2 separate regions of the Macaca mulatta genome follow, and region 1 is linked to region 2. Evidence: chromatin contacts called from public Hi-C data. All regions are on one chromosome and are shown on one strand. Each heading gives the region's core, a stretch centred on a gene start, on an enhancer-like site or on the middle of the called end of the contact. The rest is flanking DNA. Distances are from core to core; before and after follow the strand shown.

The links. A called contact is a pair of places that touch in the nucleus more often than the background predicts.
Region 1: a Hi-C map of fetal cortex germinal zone shows a contact between it and region 2, with 2.1 times the contacts expected there. The contact joins the promoter of ARHGEF39 here to the promoter of CREB3 in region 2. A contact is called at or near these places in 3 of 14 Hi-C or Micro-C datasets (CD4 T cells, blood and fetal cortex germinal zone).

Annotation. Positions count from the first base shown.
Region 1 is chr15:64,031,999-64,037,009 of T2T-MMU8v2.0, reverse strand. It overlaps ARHGEF39 (Rho guanine nucleotide exchange factor 39), which reads right to left and starts at 3,202. Exons shown (of 9, transcript NM_001204918.2): 1 at 3,020-3,202; 2 at 2,718-2,812; 3 at 2,317-2,437; 4 at 1,952-2,070; 5 at 1,261-1,331; 6 at 883-1,011; 7 at 447-676; 8 at 116-204. The coding sequence starts at 3,157.
Region 2 is chr15:63,962,525-63,967,779 of T2T-MMU8v2.0, reverse strand. It overlaps CREB3 (cAMP responsive element binding protein 3), which reads left to right and starts at 3,049. Exons shown (of 9, transcript NM_001265647.1): 1 at 3,049-3,557; 2 at 3,651-3,801; 3 at 3,873-3,940; 4 at 4,055-4,144. The coding sequence starts at 3,429. It overlaps TLN1 (talin 1), which reads right to left and starts at 2,851. Exons shown (of 58, transcript XM_077965731.1): 1 at 2,723-2,851.

The DNA of each region.
Region 1 (5,011 bases), core at 1,953-4,452, 69 kb before region 2:
TGTGGGGTTGGTGGCTGGGGCGTGCCAGACCAATGTAGGGCACGAGACAGGAACTGCTTATTTCCTGCTTGTGGGCCTCATCACAGCGCCCTTCCTGGGGGAAGACACAACTTACCTGATAGCCCAAGTCAGACTGTGGTACCAGCGTGACAGCTCCTCCTGGTCTGTGGACATAAGCAGTAGCTTCTCATGAGGGAAGGACAGCTAGAGAGAGAGCACCTCTTAGCGCATGGCTCAGAAAGGTCCAGGCTAAAGCTGAAGCCCTTGCTGTTTCCATGGAGCTAATTCGGGGATGAGACAATTACTAGGTATGAAGCCTGAGCCCCAGCTATCCTCTCAATGTAGATGGTGCTGTTCCTATGAAAAGGGACCCACACCAGGAAGATAAACCAGCCTATAAGCATCTGAGACATATTTTGGGTCTAGGGTTCCCACCTATTACTTACACTGAGCAACCCACCACAAGGGCCTCCTGAGTGGCCAAAGACCCTGCTGAGTTGACACTGGGCCATGGGGTAGAGGGCCTTGCAGGCAAAGGTGCCACTCTGCAGCAGGTGCAGTGGAGGTCGAGGCTTGGCCATGAGCAGCACATCAGTGAAGAGGAAGAACATGCGGGGCCGAGGCTCCCCATGCGGAGGCACCACCAACAGCCAGCCCTGGCGTAGGAACCAGCGCCCTGGGGGATGGGAGCGCTGTTATTCTAGGGCAGCTTCAGGATCCATGGGAATAAGAGGAAAGGGAAGCTAAGAAAACAGGGGTTATGTGCTGGGTCAATACCGGAAGAAGGGTGAGTAAGAAAAGAGCAGCTGGTTGGCGCTTGGAGAGTTAGATAAAAATAAAAGACGGGGCAGTTGAGGTTTGAGGGGGAAGTAGGCAGGCTACCTGAGGTCAGCCCCTTTGCCTGGCGTCCACTGAGCAGAGCCTGGACACGCCGAAGGTGCTGGTCATTCTTCTGTTTCTGACCAATAGTGTGGACTCTCTGGGCAGTCTCACTTATCAGTCGGGCAGCCCCTGGAATAACATCTCCCACACCTTACTCCCCAAATAACTTTGACTTTGGGTGGCATGGTTGTGAAAGAGGCTATTCTGGAGGGGACCAGGGTCAGGGTCTGACTTCTTGAAGAAAAGGCAGAGCAGTAGGGATACTGTATACATGTCAGTGGAAGATAGGGTCATACCAGACATTGTTGGAGGTCAGAGTCAGAAAGGGACACAGGAAAGGAAGCCTCCAGCCTGCATTGCAGAGGAGCAAGAACCTACGTGTGAGCTGTTGATGGTCAGGGCTGTTGGGACCTGTGTTTTCAGCCAAAGCAACGACGAGATTCTCATACCTGGAATTCAACAGTGGGAAGTCTGAGGGGAAGCACAGCCAGGCAAAACTCCCCCTGCCTGATGTGCAGATCACCCTCTACCCATACTTCAATTGCAAGGCCAGGAAAGATCTGCTTCTGGCTACTGTATCCCCTTCTTTCATGTAGGACTCAGAACCAGGGCTCACACCACACAGCCCTCTTCCATCCCGCACTGAAGAGTCAGTGGCAGACTAGCCATAGTTCAGGAGGCCAGACTGGAAGATGAAAGTTTATCAACCCAAGGAGGATGCTACAGACAGCCTGACTATAGCCCTTAACTCAGGCTTAACCCAGAGACAGAAATTCTAAGCCAGGCCAGCCCCTCATCTGAAACTTTTCCAGAAACCGTGCCTCAGGCCCTGGTAGAGGCCCCCTCACTTCAATGTAAAGTCCCACAGTTCCAGCTGAGGGCCTCAGGCTGCAGACCCTCAGTACTCCAATGGGTTCACATTTACTCTTGCAAAAGGTTTTTAGAAGCAATTTGGCTCAGGGTTGAGGCAGGGCTTTGGGATCGACCCCAAGACATCCCACAAAGCTGAGGGCCGCAGTCATACAATCTCAAAGAGAGAGGCGGCTGGAATCAAGGGAAGTTCACTCACTGCTGGAGCCGCTGCAGAGGCAGAGGGAGTAGGTCCTGGAGCTGAAGGCCCCCAAACTCAGGGCGGCTTTCCTGAAGCCGCACAAACCTCCGGAAACCTTTATTTTTCTTTAGCTGCTCCTGGAGTGAGGGAGAAAGGATTGGAAGCAGGGAGACAAGCCACTCCTTATATTGCATTCATCTGTATCCACATTCCCAGCCTTCAGTAAGCTGTGCGCTCCTAAGAGAAACCCTGTCTCCCTACAGAGAACTTACCACAGAGCTGAGCACCCAGAGGGCTCTATAAATGCAGGAAATGTATAAAGTTTGGGTCTCCAGATGAAGGGGAAAGGTAAGGGGCAAGATTTGAGGTCATCTCCAGGTTACCTGCAGGGTGGTCTGGGATCTCTCTGAGTTGGCAGCAAATTGGTTATAGAGCTCCAAGTGGCGGCAGAAGCCCTCCAGCCCTTGGCCCCAGCATCCTCCTTCCAGGTAGGGAAGCAGCTCCCTGTGTGGGCGAGGACAGCAAAAGGGCAGCTCTAGAGCCACTCAAGCACCACCTCATTTAGTTCTCATGAGAATTAATAGCACTAATAGTAGTGCTATTACCCCATTGTACAGATGGAGAACAAGGGCATGCTAAAGGCACTGGGCCAAGGCCACAGGTGAGGTAACTGGCGGACTCCAAATAGAACCTGATACAACCTGAGTCTCTGACTCCAAGCTCTGTGCACGGCCACAGGCCAGGACTCTCCCTCCTTTCCTCTCTCTGTGCCCCTTCCACTTACTGGCTGGCGCCGTAGATGAGCTCCCAGGAGCCAAACAGGGCCTGGCGCTCAGGTGGTCGCAGGGTCCCCTTGGCTTTCAGGATCCCCAAAAAGTACTGCGGAAGGAGAGAATATTGGTTCCTAGCCTGGAGGAAGAGGAGGCTAACGCCAGGCTCCCCCAGAAACCGCAGAAGTCTGCCCAGGCTCCCTGCATGCAGAGGGATAGTCCAAGACCACCCTATTCCGGGTTACCGACCTCGCAGAGACCCTCCCACACCCTGGGGTCCCTGTTCCATAATGGGAGTGTGTGCCAGGTCCCGCACCGTGGCCACCAGCCCCAGCTGTTCTTGGTAGCGCCGCTCAGTCTCTAGCAGCTCCCGGGCGGTGCAAGCGCGTTTCCGCTCCCAGCGGGCACGCTGCTCTTGCACCGGGGACCGCACACCCGGGTAGTGGATCTCCATGCCTGGCTAGGGGATAGACACTTCCGGCTGCAACCCGCGACAGATTCAAATCCTAACCGCTCTAGGGCGGGAGCCGCGGAGGCGGGGCCGGGGAGGGCAGCGCGCAGGAAGGAGCATGCGCGGCGGCCGGCCGGACCGCGCAGGGTCTCTTTCGTCCTGCCCCACCGCCAGGGAGGCGCCTTAAGTGCGCGGCGCCGGCAGGGGCAGGGCGGGGTGGGGCAGGTGTGGGGCCCTCCTCTGAGTGGCACTATGTTGGAGCAGCAGCCTGAACTTTCAGTCAGGAGACGGGCTGCAGATGCTGGCAGGAACTTAGCGTCCTATCTGGAGAATTGGATGGGGGTGGGGCGCGATCATTACAGTACACATTCTGTCCCGAGCCCATGCCGAATGCCAGGGGGTCGGTTGTTCCCAGAATTGGCTAGGAAAAGGTATAGCCATTTGAAGGAATGATATGAAAGTATTAAATATTATAAATGGTGTTGTGAAGAAGCTATTAATATGGGAAAACACACATAGTAAGTATATTGCTGAGAGGAAAAAAGCAGGCTACGAAGGTGTATAATATAATCCCCTTTGTATAAAATACATACAAAAGGTTTGAAGGCGAAACAAGCAAAAGCTAACTGTGTGGCCGGCACGAGAGCTCACACCTGTAATTCCAGCACTGTGGGAGGCAGAGGCGGGAGCATCGCCTGAGCCCAGGAGTTCGAGACTGCATCTCTCCAAAAAAAAAAAAAAAAGAAAGAAAAAAAAAAAGTTAACTGTGGTTTTTATCTCTGGGTAATGGAATTGAAGATAATTTGTTTAACAAATGTGTATTAAGTACCTAATCTGTATCTGTGCCAGGCACTGGATCACTGAAGCTAAAGGGATGAACGGGACAGACAGGGCGATTTTTAAAATTCTCGTATACTTCTGCCTTTCCCAAGTTTTCTACATTAAGCATGCATTACTTTGTAGTTAGAAAAAAAAAATGTTATAAAAAAAACAAAATGTCGGCCGGGCGCGGTGGCTCAAGCCTGTAATCCCAGCACTTTGGGAGGCCGAGACGGGCGGATCACGAGGTCAGGAGATCGAGACCATCCTGGCTGACACGGTGAAACCCCGTCTCTTACTAAAAAATACAAAAAACTAGCCGGGCGAGGTGGCGGGCGCCTGTAGTCCCAGCTACTCAGGAGGCTGAGGCAGGAGAATGGCGTGAACCCGGGAGGCAGAGCTTGCAGTGAGCCGAGATCTGGCCACTGCACTCCAGCCTGGGCGGCAGAGCGAGACTCCGTCTCAAAAAAAAAAAAAAAAAAAAAAAAATGTCAGAAACTTTAGGCCCCCTCCCTACTGATTTGGACTCCTAGGAATCTGGACCCCAAGCCAAGAACCAGGGGATTGTCAAGGTTCTGAGGTCCCCACCACCTCCCCACCAGCTCTGACATTCTAAGAATTCTAAGAAAGAAATAATGCTGGGCTTAGACCAGGGAGGAATAACTTGAAGCGCTTGGTTGAAGGAAGGGGAGAGTTTGGATCAGACTGTACCTTGGGCTTATGTCCCAAGGAAACTGGTAGTGATACCAAATAGGTAGAGGACTGGTTATACTGTCTCAAGTGAATGTGGGACAGTCCACACACTAAGAGCTCGAACATAGAAGAGGACAGATAATCCCGTGGTAATTGGTGTCACTGTGAGCCCAGGTGATGAGAGTAGACCACAACACCTGGGGTGCAGTTGGTGATGGGTATGTTTGTGAATGCTGCCAGTGTGTGTTAGTGCTTTGGGTGGGTGGCAGGGGGTGGAGAATAGAGCCTCCTATAAGCATCGGTTGGGGAAGAGGGCAAAGCCGAGAGGACACACTGAAAACAGTT
Region 2 (5,255 bases), core at 1,800-4,299:
AGCATTCAGGGAAGTGAGCAGGCAGGCTGGTTGAAGCACAGGGTACCTGCAAGGGAGCAGTGGTGGGGAAGTCAGGGTTAGGATGGAAAGGCAGAGGAAAGCTAGAGAGGGGTATGAGGAATTTTACTTATTGGAGGACAAAAGGAGGCCAAGGGAGTCTTTGAGCAGAGAAGAGACATAACCAGAACTGGATTTTAGAAAAATAACTCCGGCAGTTACCTTGGAGATTAGTTAGAAGGATACTGTATTAGTACAAAATAAAGGTAACCAAGCCAGAGTTAGAATGGCATTGAGGAAGATGTCACTCAGAAGAAGTTTGGGGAGGTAGAATTGACAGGACCTGATATCTACTAAGGTAGTCAGGTTAGGGTCCCATAGCTTCCTATCATCAGCAGCCACTTTAGTGGCTGGGGCAGCTTGAGTTTAGGTGAGGAACTGGGAAGAGGGGAAAGGATCAGGTTGGGCAGAGAATGTGAGAATGAGGCTATGGTTAGGGGATGTGGTTAGGCTGTGGGAAAAAGCCGATGAGTATATGATTAGTAGCCACTAGGGGCAGATGGGGTTGGGTTAGTGACTGCATCGGGCTGGGAATAGGGAAGACAGGATGTAGAAAAAGGATGGGAAGACAGGGTGTAGAAAAAGGATGCTGGTGATGACGGTGTTGGGAAAAATACCTATACATAAGATACATATATGACCAGTCATTGGATCAGGTTGGGGGAAGGGGAATGATTACATAGATGGTGGCTAAGTCAGGGAATGATGGGGTGAGGTCAGAGGCCAGGTCAGGCTATAGGAGGTTGAGAAGAGATAGGCCTGTGGTCAGTGGCTAAATTAGACTGGGGTGGGGGTGGGAAAGTGAAGGGACATTGTCAATGTCTAAGTAAACTGGAGCTGGGATGGGGGATGGGGGATAGGGTATAGCCAGTGGCTGGGTCAGGCTGAGTAGAGGACAGTGCTGTGGTCAGTGGCAGGGTCAGGCTGGGAGTGAAATGGGGGTGTGGTCAGTGGCCTGGCTGGGCGTGGGATCAGCAAGACCCAGTTTCCTCTTTGGGTCTCGTTTCCTCTTTTCTGTTGGGGAGTGGGGGAAGGGGATCTACAAATGGTCCAAGAAATTAAAAGAGGCTTAGATCTAGGGGGTGGCACACAGCAGGGGCTGGGAGTAGGGTATTCAGCTGATGACCAGGTGGAATGTAGGTACATGACTGGGTGAAAATGGTAGGAGAGTAATTTAAAATGATGGGAAAGCTCAGGTTATGATGAGGCTAAATTCAGGTAGGATGTGCGGATTAAGGGTTGGTGAGGGAGGTAGAACTGAGGATGGGAACGGATGATAAGATGAGCATGGGACAGTTAAAGGCAAGGGAAGTATTTTGTAAGGGGATAGTCAGGATGGATGTGAAATGCAGAGTCAGGGATGAGAGTTGGAGAGGAGGCCTTAATACCTAGAGAACAAGTGAAGTGGGAGACAGCAAAGCTAAACTTTCAGGGGATTCAGTTATTTCCTTCTCCCGTGGCAACAGTGATTCCTTGGTCAGCTTCCCCCATAGTCAACAGCTCCTTCTTCCCTAGGCAGTCTCCAACTTGTGACTAGGCCTTGTACATCCTGGGTCCCTATTTCCCACCTATGTTGTATGTAAACAACATAGTCCAGAATCTCTGTCCCCTAACTGTGGTGGCCACAGCAAGGGCCTTAGGCTTAGAGAATGGAATAAAGATGCTGGAATCCCAGATGCCTGCAATAAGCCAGAACACTAGCCTGAAATTAGTTTGTTATCTCTCTGGGTGAAAAGAAGCCCCTGTAACTACACAGGAATAAAGGACTTCCCTACAAAAGAAGGGCATTTACCTACTGCCAACCTCTTAAATTTCATCTGCTCAAGGCCAACTATGCTAGCCTCAATTACAACCCCTAAAGTTGCCCCAAATTCCTAACATTAACCCCACCTCTAATTTGTTTCCTGATTCCCACTACCGGCTTGGACATTCATCCCTTTCCCAGCAGAGACTCATATCCAATCCCTGATCCCTGATACTGATCTAAGTTTTACCTTTAGCACCAAATCGCCTGATGTTAACCCTAAATGTTGACCCCTAAGCCTAAAGTTCATTTGTAACTTGATTCCTAACTCACGCTTTCACTGTTTATCCTTAATACCGACCATGTCAACATTCTTTAATCCCTCAAACAGGCTCTAACCTGATTCCTGTTGTTGACCCTTAACCCGACCCTGAACTCAAATTATGACGTATGATGGCCATCCCAGCAAACAAAATAATGACCTTAATCTAAACCTTACCTACCTAAAACGGACCTGACTCACACTACTAACTCTTAAGTTTTAACCCCAGCTTTTAACTCCTATAGCGACCCTTGATTCCTAAACGGACCCCACCTAATCCCCAACTCACCCAAAGCTTTCCTACCCACATGGCCGCTATCAGCTAACACCAAAGCCCGTCCCCGTCCTGCGCCCCGCTGCTACCCGACTCCTCACGCTCCCCAAAGCCTATCCCAGGCAGAGGACTGCCCCCAGGAGAGGCCTGTCTCCCCTAAGACGGCCTACTTCACGATGAGCCCAAGTTGAGATGCGCTGGACGCTGACCTCTCCAACTAACAGGACCCGAACCGGACACGCAGGAGAGGCAGGGCCCCGCCCGCCCCCGGGGCCAGGCTCCGCGGCCCCACCCTAAGGCCCCCGCCCGGCCCGGTCTGGCCTACCTGCGCTGCCCGGCTCTGCGCCCCGCCTGCCGGCCCGCCGGCCCGCTGCCCTGCCGCTTCTCGGGTCGCCCTCGGGCTCCGGCCTCGCCCTCCCTTCGACACTCTCTCGGCCACTTCCGTCCTGGGAACGTCCCCCACCCGCGGGCGGCGCCCTGGGGCAGCGCTCTATGGTCGCGGGGGGCAGGCAGGAAGCTGCTCTGGCCGCGTTCTCGATGCTCGGGGGCCGCCAAAGGCCGGCAGCCCCTCCCTGGCAGGAAGCGAGGGTGCGGCGCAATCCGGAGAGAACGCCAAGACGACGCCCGAGTTCCCTTTCAGGCCAGAACTCTTCCTTTTTCTAGCTTGGGGGAGAAGGCGGAGCCGGAGCCCCGGAACCCCCGCCCTCGGGGTGCGAGGCGGCAGCAGGGCCGTCCCCTACATTTGCATAGCCCCTGGGACGTGGCGCGGCACCCAGGCCTCTTCTCAGTTGGAGGGAACTCCAAGTCCCACAGTGCCACGGGGTGGGGTGCGTCACTTTCGCTGCGTTGGAGGCTGAGGAGAATTGAGCCTGGGAGGCGGGTCCGGAGAGGGCTACGGAAAGCCCCCGGCCGGGAAGCCCGGCCGTAGAGGGACAGTGGATAGGTGCCCGAGGCCTACAGCTGGCCTGGGGCTCGTGTCTGGGCTTCGGACGTTGGGGCCCGGTAGCCCACCCTTTCCGTAGTTGTCCCAAATGGAGCTGGAATTGGACGCTGGTGACCAAGACCTACTGGGCTTCCTGCTAGAGGAAAGTGGAGATTTGAGGACGGCGCCCGATGAGTCCGTGAGGGCCCCACTGGACTGGGAGCTGCCGCTTTCTGAGGTGCGTTGGGGTTCTGACTGGGGAAAGCGTGGGATGTCCATGAGGTCAGGGGATGGTGATAGGTCAAGGCCTGTTCACTGGAACCCTGCGCAGGTACCGAGCGACTGGGAGGTAGATGATTTGCTGAGCTCCCTGCTGAGTCCCCCAGCGTCGTCGTTGAACGTTCTCAGCAACTCCAACCCCTGCCTTGTCCACCATGACCACACCTACTCCCTCCCACGAGAACCTGTCTCTATGGATCTAGGTGAGTCTGAAATAAGTTTGGGGGGAGGACAGGGTTCATGGGCCTGGCTATTCATACGTTCCCTTTTGCAGAGAGTGAGAGCTGTAGAAAAGAGGGGACCCAGATGACTCCACAGCATATGGAGGAGCTGGCAGAGCAGGTACTTGACTTGATTTTCAGGATGATTACTCTCACATTCCTCAGGTGGGGGCAGGATTCCCCATTCCTCTGTGACATCCCCATGCAACTGCCGCCCACTTTCTGGTTACCCTAGGATATTGTTAGGCTGGTACTGACAGATGAGGAGAAGAGTCTATTGGAGAAGGAGGGGCTTATTCTGCCTGAGACACTTCCTCTCACTAAGGTAAGACTCTCGTTAGTTGAGCAAAGGCTGAAAAGGGATTAAAAGTCTCAAGTAGGCCAATTCTGTTAACTTTATATCAATAACTTTAAAAAAGGATTGAGGTGAGAAACTTAGCAGATTTATTGCTAATAGGAAGTTGAGGCAGGTACCCAATATGCTAGATGCAAGGCAGATCCTCATTTTCGTTGGGCTTACACAAATTTTGGTGTTCTGTTAAAAAACAAACAAAAAAAACCCTCAAAATTATCAGTGCAACATTAGTATTGGGCCTTGGAAAGGACTGTGTAAGTGAAGGGCCTTGACACTTCATTGGCTTCATAGTAATCCACCTCTTGCTGAATGGTAGAACTGTTTAGAGAGTTCAACACGATTGGACTAAGCAGTACATGAATAAATGCAAAATCCTTAGTTTCCAGTTTTAAGCAATCAGTGGCAACTTCACAAGCAGAGTACTGGGATACTATGATGAAATCAGTGCTCATTAATAGAAAAGTTCCAGGAATTTTTTTTTTTTTTTGACAAGGTCTTGTTCTGTTGCACAGGCTGGAGTGCAGTGATGTGATCATGGCACACTGCAGCCTTGAATTTCTGGGCTTAGGTGATTCTCCCACCTCAGCCTCCTGAGTAGCTGAGACTACAGGTGCACACCACCCTGCCTGGCAAATTTTTTTTTTGGTGTTTTTAGTAGAGATGGGGTTTTGCCTTGTTGCCAGGCTGGTCTTGAACGCCTGTGCTCAAGTGATCTACCCACCTTGGCCTCCAAAAGTAAAGAATTTTAATTCCTTCAAAGTACAAGATGAGTCAGCAGTGCGATGTGGCTACTAGGAAAGTTAATGGGATTTGGAAACTGTAGCAAGAGTTATTGTCTCCACAAGTCACTATCTTGCTTTCCTTTATACTGGCTAGAGCACATCTTTGACAGATACTAAGAAGATGCAGTCTATCCTAAGAAGATGAGTTAAAATTTTTGTCTAAGCTGTTTTTTTCTTGAACTTTTTTTCTCTGAGGAAATGTCAAATGCCTGAAAATAGCTAAACAGGGTTCATTCTATTTGGCCCCAGAGATACTAGGTAAGTCCAACGTATAGAAATTATAAGGAGACAGCTGTTGG